2 separate regions of the Rattus norvegicus genome follow, and region 2 is linked to region 1. A link is a contact called in public Hi-C data. All regions are on one chromosome and are shown on one strand. Each heading gives the region's core, a stretch centred on a gene start, on an enhancer-like site or on the middle of the called end of the contact. The rest is flanking DNA. Distances are from core to core; before and after follow the strand shown. Region 1 holds the start of Vegfa (vascular endothelial growth factor A). Region 2 has its middle 140 kb from the start of Mrpl14.

Region 1 (5,613 bases), core at 835-3,334:
AGGAAGGGTCCGATGAGTCTTCGCAAGGAAAAGGAAAATATAAAAGGGTGGGAAGGGCTTTTCTGCACACCAGGCAGGAAATGGGGGAAAGGGGGAAGGGGCGTCGGGTAATTCTGCCTAGAGCAAGGCACGGGTAGAAGTTGGGAACGGAGGAAAGGGGTATGGGAGTTTCTCCCGGTCCCGGAGCTGGGGATACCTCCAGAGGTCACCTTCCTCGCGGAGGGCCGGTGGGGGAGGGGCGCCGCTTGTCGCCCGGGTCTCCGGGCTCCAGCAGCCGCGGCTCCGGGAACACGAGGCCGGCCAGGCCCGGGCTGATGTAATCGGCTCTGCGCCGCGCGCGCCCGGCCAGGCGGGGGAGGGCGGGCACCGCGCGGGACGCGAGCGGGGACGGGAGGGGGTGGCGCGGCGCAGGTGGCCCAACAAGCTAGAGGGGTGGGAGAGGGTCCCCGCAGTAATCCATCCTAAAACTTTCCCCAAACTCACTGCAAAGGCCGAAGAGACCGAATGGCAGTGACAGCAAAGCCCCCTCGGTCGCCGGCGCCCTGCCCCCTCCACGATCTCTGCCCTCCCCCGGTCCAAGGTCCGAGCACCCCCAGGCATGCCCGCTGGGCTCCGGACTCCCGCCCCCTCTGCCCGGACTTCCAGTTCTCCCGGGACCCGCGACCCAGAGCAAACTTCTGCCGCCAGCTCGGGCGCAAGCCCAGCCCCCTCAGCCTCCTCCTCTGGCTCCCGCCCTCCGCTGCTCGGCCCAGATCGTACGTGCGGTGACTCTGGTGGGTGGGCAGGGCCCGCGTGGGCGGCGAGACTATCCTGGCGCCCTCCCACCTAGCGCGCACCCCCTCCCCCTCCACGTACGACGACAGAGGGGGACGCCTCGCGCCCGGTGCCCAAGGACCCGCGTGGGGCACGAAGCCCCCCACGCGCGCGCTCGCACGCACGCACGTCCCCAAGCGGGAGAGGCGCTCGCCATGGCCCGGCGACACCAGGCGGGCACGACCGCTTACCTTGGCATGGTGGAGGTACAGCAGTAAAGCCAGGGTCCAGTGCACCCAAGAGAGCAGAAAGTTCATGGTTTCAGAGGCCCGTCCGGGGCCGGCGCGGCTCGCGCTCCCTCTCCGGCTCGGACTGCGAGGCAGCCCGCTCTCTTGCGCGCCTTGGCGGGCTCCTCTCCCTTCTGGAACCGAGGCCCGGGCCGGGGCCTGGGGCGCGCGCGCGGCTGGAGCACTGTCTGCGCACACCGCCGCCTCACCCGTCCATGAGCCCGGCTCCCGAGAGCCGAGCGCCCACTGCGGCCCCCTCTCCTCTTCCTTCTCTTTCTCCCCTCTCTTCTCGGGCCCCGGCTTCTCCAGGCCCGAGCTAGCACTTCTCCCAGCTCCGATCGGTTTGCCTCCTGCGGCGCAGACCACGGCTACTCCGGAGAGAGAAGAGCCCAGAAGTTGGACGAAAAGTTTCCGTGCAATCCCGCGAGCCCCGACCCCCTCCACCCCGCCTCCGGGCGCGGGCTTCGGCTCCTGCTCGCGGCTCGCCGCCGCGTCCACCGTCGGCTGCCCGCCGGCGAGGAGGTGGGCGCTGGGGCTGGGGGCGGTGTCTGTCTGTCTGTCCGTCAGCGCGACTGGTCCGATGAAAGATCCCAAGGGGGAGGGCTCACGCCGCGCTCTGGCGGTCACCCCCAAAAGCAGGTCAGTCACTTTGCCCCTGTCCCTCTCTCTGTTCGCTCGCCAGCGCGCTCTCTGACCGGTCTCTCTCTCTCTCTCTCTTCCTTGACTTCTCTCTGGAGCTCCTGCTACCTCTTTCCTCTGCTGATTTCCAAAATCCGAAGTAATTTGAGGGAGTGAAGGAGCAACCTCTCCAAACCGTTGGCACGATTTAAGAGGGGAATAGGAAGCAAAAATAAATTAAAGCGTAAAACAATACAGTTTAAGAAAAAAAAAAGAGGTTTGAATATCAAATCCCAGAGCACAGACTCCCTGGCTGATGAGTCCGTTGAATAGTCTGCCTTGTCGCTGCGTCTCGCGACAGAGCTCCGCTGCCGCCGCTCAGCTCGCCCCCAGCGCCGCGGCCTCGCTGCAGCTCGGCTGCCCCAAGCCTCTGCGCTTCTCACCGGTAACAGCGGTGGAAAAAAAAGGAAATCTGGCCCCGCCCCCAAAGGCCCCGCCCCAGGCCCGCCCCGGGGGCGAGGCCAGGCCGAACCAGGCACCGCCTTTCAGAAGCCCCTAGGCCACTACTGCGAAATAGAAATCTAAACCCCTTACCAGGGTCCATAGCCTGAGAATTATCTGTCCACCCCTTCAAACTTGGCTCGGGGACACACTGGGAATCCCAGGGTGTTGGGAATCAGGGGAGACAGGAGAGTGAGGGCAATTTCCTTTCCCAGGAATGTAGGAGAAAGTGGGGGGGGGGGGAGGCGGAGAGCTGGCAAGGACGTATGGGGAGACGGACACCCGGAGTGACCCCTGGTCTTCTCCCCTACCTCACAAACACACTATACCCAGACACACACGCACATGCACGCACGCACTCACATTGACACACGCGTCCTTCCTCACGCAGACTCGGCTCGCCCAAGTTCACGATCTCCCCGTGATGGCCGAGCGCCCCCTAGTGACTACATTATGCACACCCCAACTCTGGCTCAAATGGCACGGGTCTTGGACAGGGGGTGAGAGTTGACTGTTGAGCACCGCAGGCTTTGACTTCCCAAATAGTTGCGTGTTTCTAACACCCACCCCCCAACAGTTGCTTGTTTGACCTCGGAAACAGAAACTCTAGGATTATATATGGGGCGGGGGGCTACGTGGAAGGCAAGTATGCTTATCTGAGCTCTTGTCTGATCTTCATACATAAGGAACTAGGGCCCTGGGGTGAATGGGATTCCCTGGGAAGTTTCCAGAGAGGCTTCTCTGGAGAGGATATGGCATCAAATGTGTGACACTGAGAACGGGAAGCCGAGCAGTTAGTCAGTGGCCCGGAGGGAGACGACCTGTGGAAGCCCACGTATGCACTGTGGAGTCTGGCAGAGCCCTGAGGGAGAGACAGCTGGGCAGACAGAAGCCCTTGTTCCTCCTGATCACACCCCCCACACACAAACACCCAGATGTTGCCAGGGAACTAAGGCCAGTGTGCCAATGGGGGCAGAAGCAGGCCAGGCCTGCGTGGTGATTCAAACCTACCCTAGCATTCAGAAACGTAGTTAGGCCAGCTGCCCAGCGCTGCCACCAACTCCGGGTAGGATGGGAGTAGAGGTAAGGCTCCCTCAGTTCTAGCCTAGGCTCACAGTTCATCTTCTAAACAGAGTTCAGGGTTGTACTCTGCCCCCTCCCATTCTACCTAGGACCCTTGGCCATTTCTCTATGCTTGTACACTTAGCCTGTGTGGCTCTGTCCCCTCCCTTTCCACAAAGTCCCCTTCACCTCCTCGTGTCTTCCTTAAGAGCTCCCCAAAGCCCCCACCTCCAGCCCACCCTTGGATATAGGAACCAGCCTGGAAAAATTCCTGGTTGGGCTTTGGCCCAGCTGCTCCTAGGCTCCCCTGGGAACAAGAGGGGGCTCTGATACCTGTGGGAAGAGAGGGACCAACCAGTCCCAGCCCTCACCCAGGTCTGCTGAGCTTCTGAGAAAGGGAGCCAACAGTCTTCCTACTGGTCCCCCGAAAAGGTTACTCCACCATCTCCATCCCTCTGCACACAGTACTGAGGCTCCGTGGGATGCTGGTACCTGTTGGGAACCCCAATTTCAATGGAGCAATGTTATGAGGATCTTATGAGGAAAAAAGCCACCCCATCCCATCTGGCCTATCATAGCTGCCCTGAGTCACCTCCCGGATGGCTCTCTTTTAGCAGGGAGAGTAGTTAGTAAATGCTTACGGGCCCAGAGCCCTCCCATGGGTTTCCTCACCTGATCTATAATCTATGCAGCTAAGAGGCACTGGAAAGGAAAGCTACCAAATGCCTGTCCTTAACATCCCAAGAGCACCAGATGTAGCGCCGTGTCAGGGAGCCCCTGTCCCTCATCACGGTATAACAGAGGCTGTGGACACGTAAGGCTCCCAATGCTCTACTCTTCAGTCACTCTCATCTCTACCTTCTACAGCAGTGGTTCTCAGCCCCCCAACACTTTCACAGGGGTCGCATATCAAATACCCTGCATATCAGTTATTTACAGAAGAGGGACTCAGTAAAGGATCCCGAGGTTTGGAGGAAAACGAAGAAGCTTTGAGGAGGGGAAGGGTTAGTTAGCTACCTATAACTTCATGGCTTTAGCTTCCTCCTATCCCAAGACAGCCGTGATATCTATATGTATATGTGTAGTATATGTGTAGTATACATATAGTATATGTATAGTGTATTATACATGTAGCATATGTATGTATAAGGCGTGATACCACCATATAAGGTTCCCAGAGGAGTCCGAACAATGACACTTCAGATTTCCCTTTCCAAAGCACCAAAGCTATGCTAAGATTGGGGCTTGGCCTGAAGGGTTTTGAGAAACCCGTATCAGGGTAGGGACGGGCTGCCTATGTCCACCGTGCGTTTTAGAGACACAATCTGAAGCTGAGTCAGAGGAATGGTCACTTCTGGATTCCATTCAAGCCGCACATCGCCTCCAACACACATTTCACAACGATGAAGTCGTAAGCGTCACGCTTAGACTGTCACTAAGTGAAACCTCGGGGTATCTAGAAAGAAGGGGGAAAGAGACAAGTCAAGGGTCACGCTATTCCTGCTCTTCCTGGGGGGCTCACTTCCCAGCATGCACTTCATCCCAGAATAGATTCCATTCATCTTCTCTCCCCCAGGTCACTGCCGGACAGGGGACATCAGACTGTAATGGGCCTGGCAGAAAGGAAAGTATTCTAAAGAGATGCTTATGTTTCTCAATCTGTCGGTCTATTTAAACAGTGTACCCCCAAAGAGATGGGGATTTCACCTGTCGATCTCATGCTGGCTATGAGACTAACCAGGACGGATCTTGGCCTAGCATCGTGGGATAATGGGGAACCATCCACTAGGTGGTTAATCAGTGACATCTTACTTTTCAGAGACAGGGAGGAAATTGTCAGGACTGAAATGAAGTCAGGAATGCTCACCTGTAACCCTAACACTCAGGAGGTTCATGAAGCAAGGACAGCCTAGGCTTCTTTTTTTTTTTTTTTTTTTTTTTTTGTTCTTTTTTTTCGGAGCTGGGGACCGAACCCAGGGCCTTGCGCTTCCTAGGTAAGCGCTCTACCACTGAGCTAAATCCCCAGCCCCCAGCCTAGGCTTCTTGTTGAGACCCTTTCTCAAACTGGTGACATGGGGCAGCTCGTATCAGCCCTTCCAAAAGTAAAGGCCAAAAATTGATCCTTCCTCCTCCTCTTCCTCTTCATCTTCTTCATTTTCTTTTCTTTCTTTTCTTCCTTCCTTCCTTCCTTCCTTTCTTTCTTTCTTTCTTTTTTTTCCTTCTGAGACAGGGTTTCTGCCTTGAAGAATTTCCGGGGACAGACTAATAATATACCAAAGGCAAGATGAGGAAAGGTCTTTCAGCATTACCCAGCAAAGCAGATATGTTGGCTGGCCCAAAGTGCTTCCTGCATTTATTGGCACGGGGGTCATGGACTCCCAAGCAGTGGCTA
Region 2 (5,613 bases), core at 1,523-4,022, 220 kb before region 1:
CACTACCTAAAGACTATACATGGACTGACCCTGGACTCTGACCTCATAGGTAGCAATGAATATCCTAGTAAGAGCACCAGTGGAAGGGGAAGCCCTGGGTCCTGCTAAGACTGAACCCCCAGTGAACGTGATTGTTGGGGGGAGGGCGGCAATGGGGGAAGGATGGGGAAGGGAACACCCATAAAGAAGGGGAGGGGTAGGGGTTAGGGGGATGTTGGCCCGTAAACCGGGAAAGGGAATAACACTCGAAATGTAAATAAGAACTACTTAAGTTAATTAAAAAAAAAAAAAACCTCGACTAACTTATTTTAAAGAATTTGGAAGCTTCTTTATTTTATGTGTACAGGTGTTTTTGTTGCATGAAAGTCTGTGCACCACTTGCATGCCTGGTGCCCGTGGAGGCCAGAAGAGGGAGTTGGATCGTCTGGGACTGGAGTGATGGATGGTTGTGAGCCACCATGTGCATGCTGGGAATCAAACCAGGGGTCCTCTGTAAGAGCAACAAGTGTTCGATCTCAATCACCGAACCACGTTTCCAGTTCTATTTTGCTATTTTTTTTTTAGACAGGGTCTCACTATGTAGCCCTGGCTGGCCTGGCACTCACTATGTAGACCAGGCTGCCCTCAAACTCAGAGATCCATCTGCCTCAGCCACCACACCCAGCTTTTAACCTCTTTTCCTGGCCTGCAGCACAGGGGCTCTGAGTTCTAATACAGGCTCTGCCATTAGCAGTATGACCTTAGACAAGTCACCTTGCCTCTTTGTCATAAGGACACCAGGGGTCCTTGAGGCGCAGTGAGGAGCAGAGTGAGATGGGGGGGGGGGAGATTTAGGACTTAGAACAGACAGAAGCAGGTATCCTTGGCTCACTCTCCTCTGGGCAGCAGTGTGCCTGATGTTATTGGGTTTCCCCTCTTCCCTGTTTGGTGTGAGACTTTGTGAAAATGGAAACGAATGGCTGCGATCTCATCTTCTGACAGGAATGTCTGGGTGTCTCCTATCTGCTCTGGGGAGGTGTCCTTGCACACTAGGTAAGAGTCAGGCTCTGGGTAGGCAGAGAAGACAGAGCCATCTAGAGCTCAGCTCGAATCTTAACCTCACCAGCTGAGTACCTGTGAGCAACTGCCCCAACGCTCTGCCTCTGTTTCTCTCTCTGCTAGGTGGATCCCATGCAGGCCCCTGAGAGGCTATTACCACCGTCCAGTTGACCCTGAATGGAAGCACTATGGACAGCCAGAATAGCCTTTGGGTTCCCACCCTCCCAGGCAGTCCAAGACAGTCCTGGTTCAGGCTGCACCTCAGAGGGTGTGGAAGATAGAGTGGTGGGAACTGCTGTAAGCCCAGAAAAGAGCCCTGAGCACGTTACAGGAGCAGCTGTTAAATAAAGGTTTGCCCAAGCCAGAACTCACTTAGCTTGACCTGAGAGGGTGCACTCGAGGGCTGGGGCTGGGTGGGGCTGAGGCCAGAGGGTAGGATGGCCAAGGGCCTCCACTCGCAAGTCCAGGGAGGCTGCTCTATCCCGGGTCTCTCTCCTGCAAACAGCATCATTTGGAGCAGGGCTGGTGCAGCTGGAGGAGGTGGGAGGGTGTGGCCTACAGGCTCTCGGGCTTTCCCAGGCTCCTTCAGCACACTGATGTCCCTGCAGCTGCAGCCACCCAAAGATTCCCTCCACCTCCCTCCAGCGGTGGCGCCCTGGTCATGAACTCTCAGGGAATAAACAGGGGCAGAGCTCACAGAGTGATGAGCGCTCCAAGCCCCCGACAATGTAAACTCCCCAGATATATTTATGCTGTCTGCTCCTGGCCCGGGGTCCTCTGTCCAGCTCAGAAGTATCACGCCATCACTTGTAGAAAGAATCTGGGCTCTTCCACATGGTGGGAGAGGCAGAGAGAGGGTCCATAGCATCGTGGGGTGACTGAAGCTGGGAGTTCAAGGCAGGGGCTGCAAGCTAGATCCTGGCCCTGCCCTGAAGGAGCCCCAGACCACAAGCTAGAGCGTGGCGAAGAGGACACAGAGCATGGGTCTTGCTGCAGGGTGTTGCCTGAACTGTGTCTCTAGACAGCTGCAGACTGGAATCTTAGAGGATCCCTAGCCCGGACAGTGACCCAGGTCACTCTGGGGCCTTCCAGGGCCTGTCTTGGCCCTAGACTTCAGGGTCATATGGCCTGGGGCTCTGTCTAACTGACAAATGGCTCAAGACTCCAGTCCTTTCTTTACTTTTTAATTGCCCTCTCAGTTAGGCACCTCGCCAAGACTCTTGTTCGTATTATCTCATTTAAGTCTCACACTGGTCTGAGGGCAGGAACCACTGTTTCCTCTCCACCCTGGGGACAGTCTGAGGAGTCGGACAAATGCCCTGAAGTAATGGAGGCAGAACCTTCCAAGTGTCGAAACTTCTTAGCCCCAGAGAACTGTATCTAAAGACTGATGACCAGGAACTCCTGAGCTCTGGTAAACTTTCTCCAGACTGTGCCAGAAAACATGAGAGGCCTGGCCTCTACCCTGAAGGAGCCCCAGATTGAGTGGGACACAGCCCCATCTGGGAGAGCTCTAATTCTGACTGCTGTCCTCAGAGAGACCTGGTCTGAGGGAGACACTGTCTGACATCAGGCAGCTCTAGTCCGAGGAAGACAGAGCCCGGCCTCAGAGTTTGCCAGTTTGAAGAACACAGGGACTATCCCCTGGGGACTTTGACTCTTAGGGGGAGCCCCAGACCACAAGAAATGACTGACCACACACTGGGGAAGCAGGTGGAGACAAAGGGCTTTGCAGAGCTGGAGGAGGAGGAGTTTGGCCAGTGGCAGGCTACTTTCTGTGACCCTGGAGACCAGTGCTGTGTTCCTGCAAGGTCCTGATTAGGAAACACGGCTTGTGTCTCTGCTGTCACCCCCCCTCCCCCCCGTACCCCCCTCTCCTGGCTGGAAGGCCATCCTGGCCCTGGTTATCCTGCCTGGGAGGGGCAGGCAGAACAGTACCCTGTGACAAGCAGGCCACCGGGAACAGAATATGTCTCGGGAGTGACACCCAGGGAAGGTTATTTTCATTCGGGAAGTCTCCTGCTTCTGATGCCCAGCCTAAAATAACCAGGTTCCTACAGGGACTGATCACCCTTGGCTGTCACCAGCCACCTGTAGCAGCCTAGGTCACTGTGGACAAGTTTTTTTTTTTTTTTTTTTTTTTGGATGTTGACTTCCCTTCAGGCTTCCGCAGACAGAAGCTGTGTTTAAGAAACCCTAGAATGGTAGAGCTGTCGCCACTACTTGGACCAGGGGTGGAAGGGGAATGCTCTTGATTTCCTGGTTTCTGCAGCTTGCTTGCCTGAGGAGGTTTTCTGGGGGGTGGGTGGGTGGGTGAAGGAGGCAGTGGGAACAGGGTAGAGTCAGGTGGCTTTTCGACTATCCATGTTGTGATTTGGGCCATTGCTGAGAAACCAGATCTTCTCCACATGGCTGGTGGGTTCTCTGGAGCCCGGCTGTACCTGGCAGTACCAGGCTGCCCTGCTGCTGGCCACATGGCCCCTGATGGGAGGGTTCACATGTCCCAGCACCAGCCAGACACCTGCTGCTTCCAACCTCCCAAAATAGGGAAGGCTGGCCTTCTCCCCTTACTACCCGTGTCTCAGCATCGGGCACTCCCTTCTTCCTACCCTGCTCAACTATGGGAGGTGTGGCAGCATTAACCTTCAAGCCTGCCCTTCCTCAAAGCTAGTATCTTGATGTGGCTTATGGAAATTGTTCAGATCCTGGGCTGGCTACAGAATGGGGGGGGCGCTTCTTGTAGGAACTAGTGTCCTGTATAAAGAAGCACCCCACATTCCCCTCTCTTCGACTTCCAACAGAACTTAACATTAAGCATAAAATAGGGGCTTGGGCTGTTAACCCAAGCACTGTGTGTGGTGTGTGTGTGTGTGTGTGTGTGTGTGTGTGTGTGTGTGTGTGTGTGTGTGTGTGTAAACACACACATCTGGAGCTTGTGTGTATGTTGCATATGTGTGTATATGTTCATGTTTACGCACACGTGTTTGTGGCTGTGCCTGTGAATATATACAGATATATTTGGAGTTTGTGTGTGTACATAGGTTCATATTAGTGTATGTGTGTGGAGGCCAGAGCCTGACATTGGGTCGCTCATTCAGTGGCCGATTGTTATGGAGAGGGTCTCACTGAACCTGGAGCTCTGTGGTTCAGAGCTCTGACTATCACGCAGGCCCCGTGGATGCCCCTGCCTCTGCAGTGCTGGGATTATAGGCATTTATTACCCAGTCCAGCTTTTCACCTGAGCACTCGGGATCCAACACAAGTCCTGATGCTTGCACAGCAAGCACTGAGTCATCTACGCAGCCCGAATCTGAGCAATATTCACCTCTCTCTACTGAGGGCAGGAAAGACTGAAATGTGCAGGATGAGAAGGAACCATTCCCCTGTGCATCCAGCTCCCCCCCCCCCCGCCATGACCCCTTTAACACCCAGCAGCCATTGCTGAGGGCTTGACCCGTGGGGAGCTCTGCCAGCCCTCACCATACCTCCCTGCGTTTCAGCTGCAATGAACCCTACCTAACAAATCCTTGCTGAACATCACATAGCAGGGATGGGAGGAGATGATGTATCCAAACCCAGGTCAGAAAAATGCCTTTTGTTTTTCTTAAATAAATATTTTTTTCTTACTATGAGTAAAGCCCAACTTTCAGTGACCCTGCAAGAATTCACCACTGAGATAGAGTCATGAACATTTTGGTGGCTTTTACTTGCTGTGGGGGGCTCTGCGCACACACGGACATTTGTATACATGTATACACACACACAAACACACACACACACACACACACACGTATTGCTATTGCTCTGTGACCTGTCACTGCCATGACTCCAGAATGCATCTCTACGTACTCAGTGGTCCAGGGAGACAGGCAGCTCGGTAGGTACACGAGGACCTGATCTACGCTCCCCAGCACCCAGGTAAATGGCTGGGGAGGGAGAGGCAGCACTGGGTGCAGAGACAGGAGGGTCTCTGGGGTTCACAGGCAGCCAGTCTGGCCTAAGTGATGTGGCCCAGGCTCAGTGAGAGAGCTTGCCACAAACTTAAACTGAAGAGAGACAAGGGGAAGATACTCATGTGAAGGTCTAGCTTCCACACATATACATTCATGTATTGCATGCACACACACATATGAACACACACACACACACACACACACACACACACACACACACACACGAATGCAAACTGAACTTTCCACATAAACCAGCAGCACGGTATTCTCACACTGAATGCAACCGTGTTCTATTATCCTCTAGCACACAGCTCCTGGTCTACTCTCTGAGTTTCGCCCTGGATTGCCACTGTGAGGGGATAGATGGGACTTAGGGCAGGTCCCAGGCTCTTTAATCTTCCCCTTGTGTAAGCAAAGACTCTACATAGGAGAGCAGTAGGGATCTGAGGGGCCATGGTGGATGACAGAGGCTGTGAGGAGGCTCAGGAGGACCCCTACCCTCCTAGGATGAGGATAAGGGAGAGGCGAGGACATTCTGTGGCACGCAAGAAGGGCCGGGGTGGCCCTCCGGAAGGTTCTGAGACCTTGCTCTTGTAGCCAGGCATGGATGATCACTTGGGCT

What was found. Hi-C and Micro-C count contacts between places; a contact is called where the count stands out from the background.
Region 2: a contact with region 1 is called in a Hi-C map of psoas muscle, with 6 times the contacts expected there. The contact joins the enhancer-like site here to the promoter of Vegfa in region 1. A contact is called at or near these places in 7 of 12 Hi-C or Micro-C datasets (frontal cortex, kidney, liver and 2 more).

The regions. Positions count from the first base shown.
Region 1 is chr9:22,449,325-22,454,937 of GRCr8, reverse strand. It overlaps Vegfa (vascular endothelial growth factor A), which reads right to left and starts at 2,084. Exons shown (of 8, transcript NM_031836.3): 1 at 1,005-2,084. The coding sequence starts at 1,607.
Region 2 is chr9:22,668,485-22,674,097 of GRCr8, reverse strand. No RefSeq gene overlaps it. Among named protein-coding and RNA genes, the nearest start is that of Mrpl14, 140 kb to the left of the region's middle. Within about 2 kb of position 2,772, at least 9 of the 93 cell types and tissues checked have an H3K27ac peak or open chromatin away from gene starts, as enhancers often do.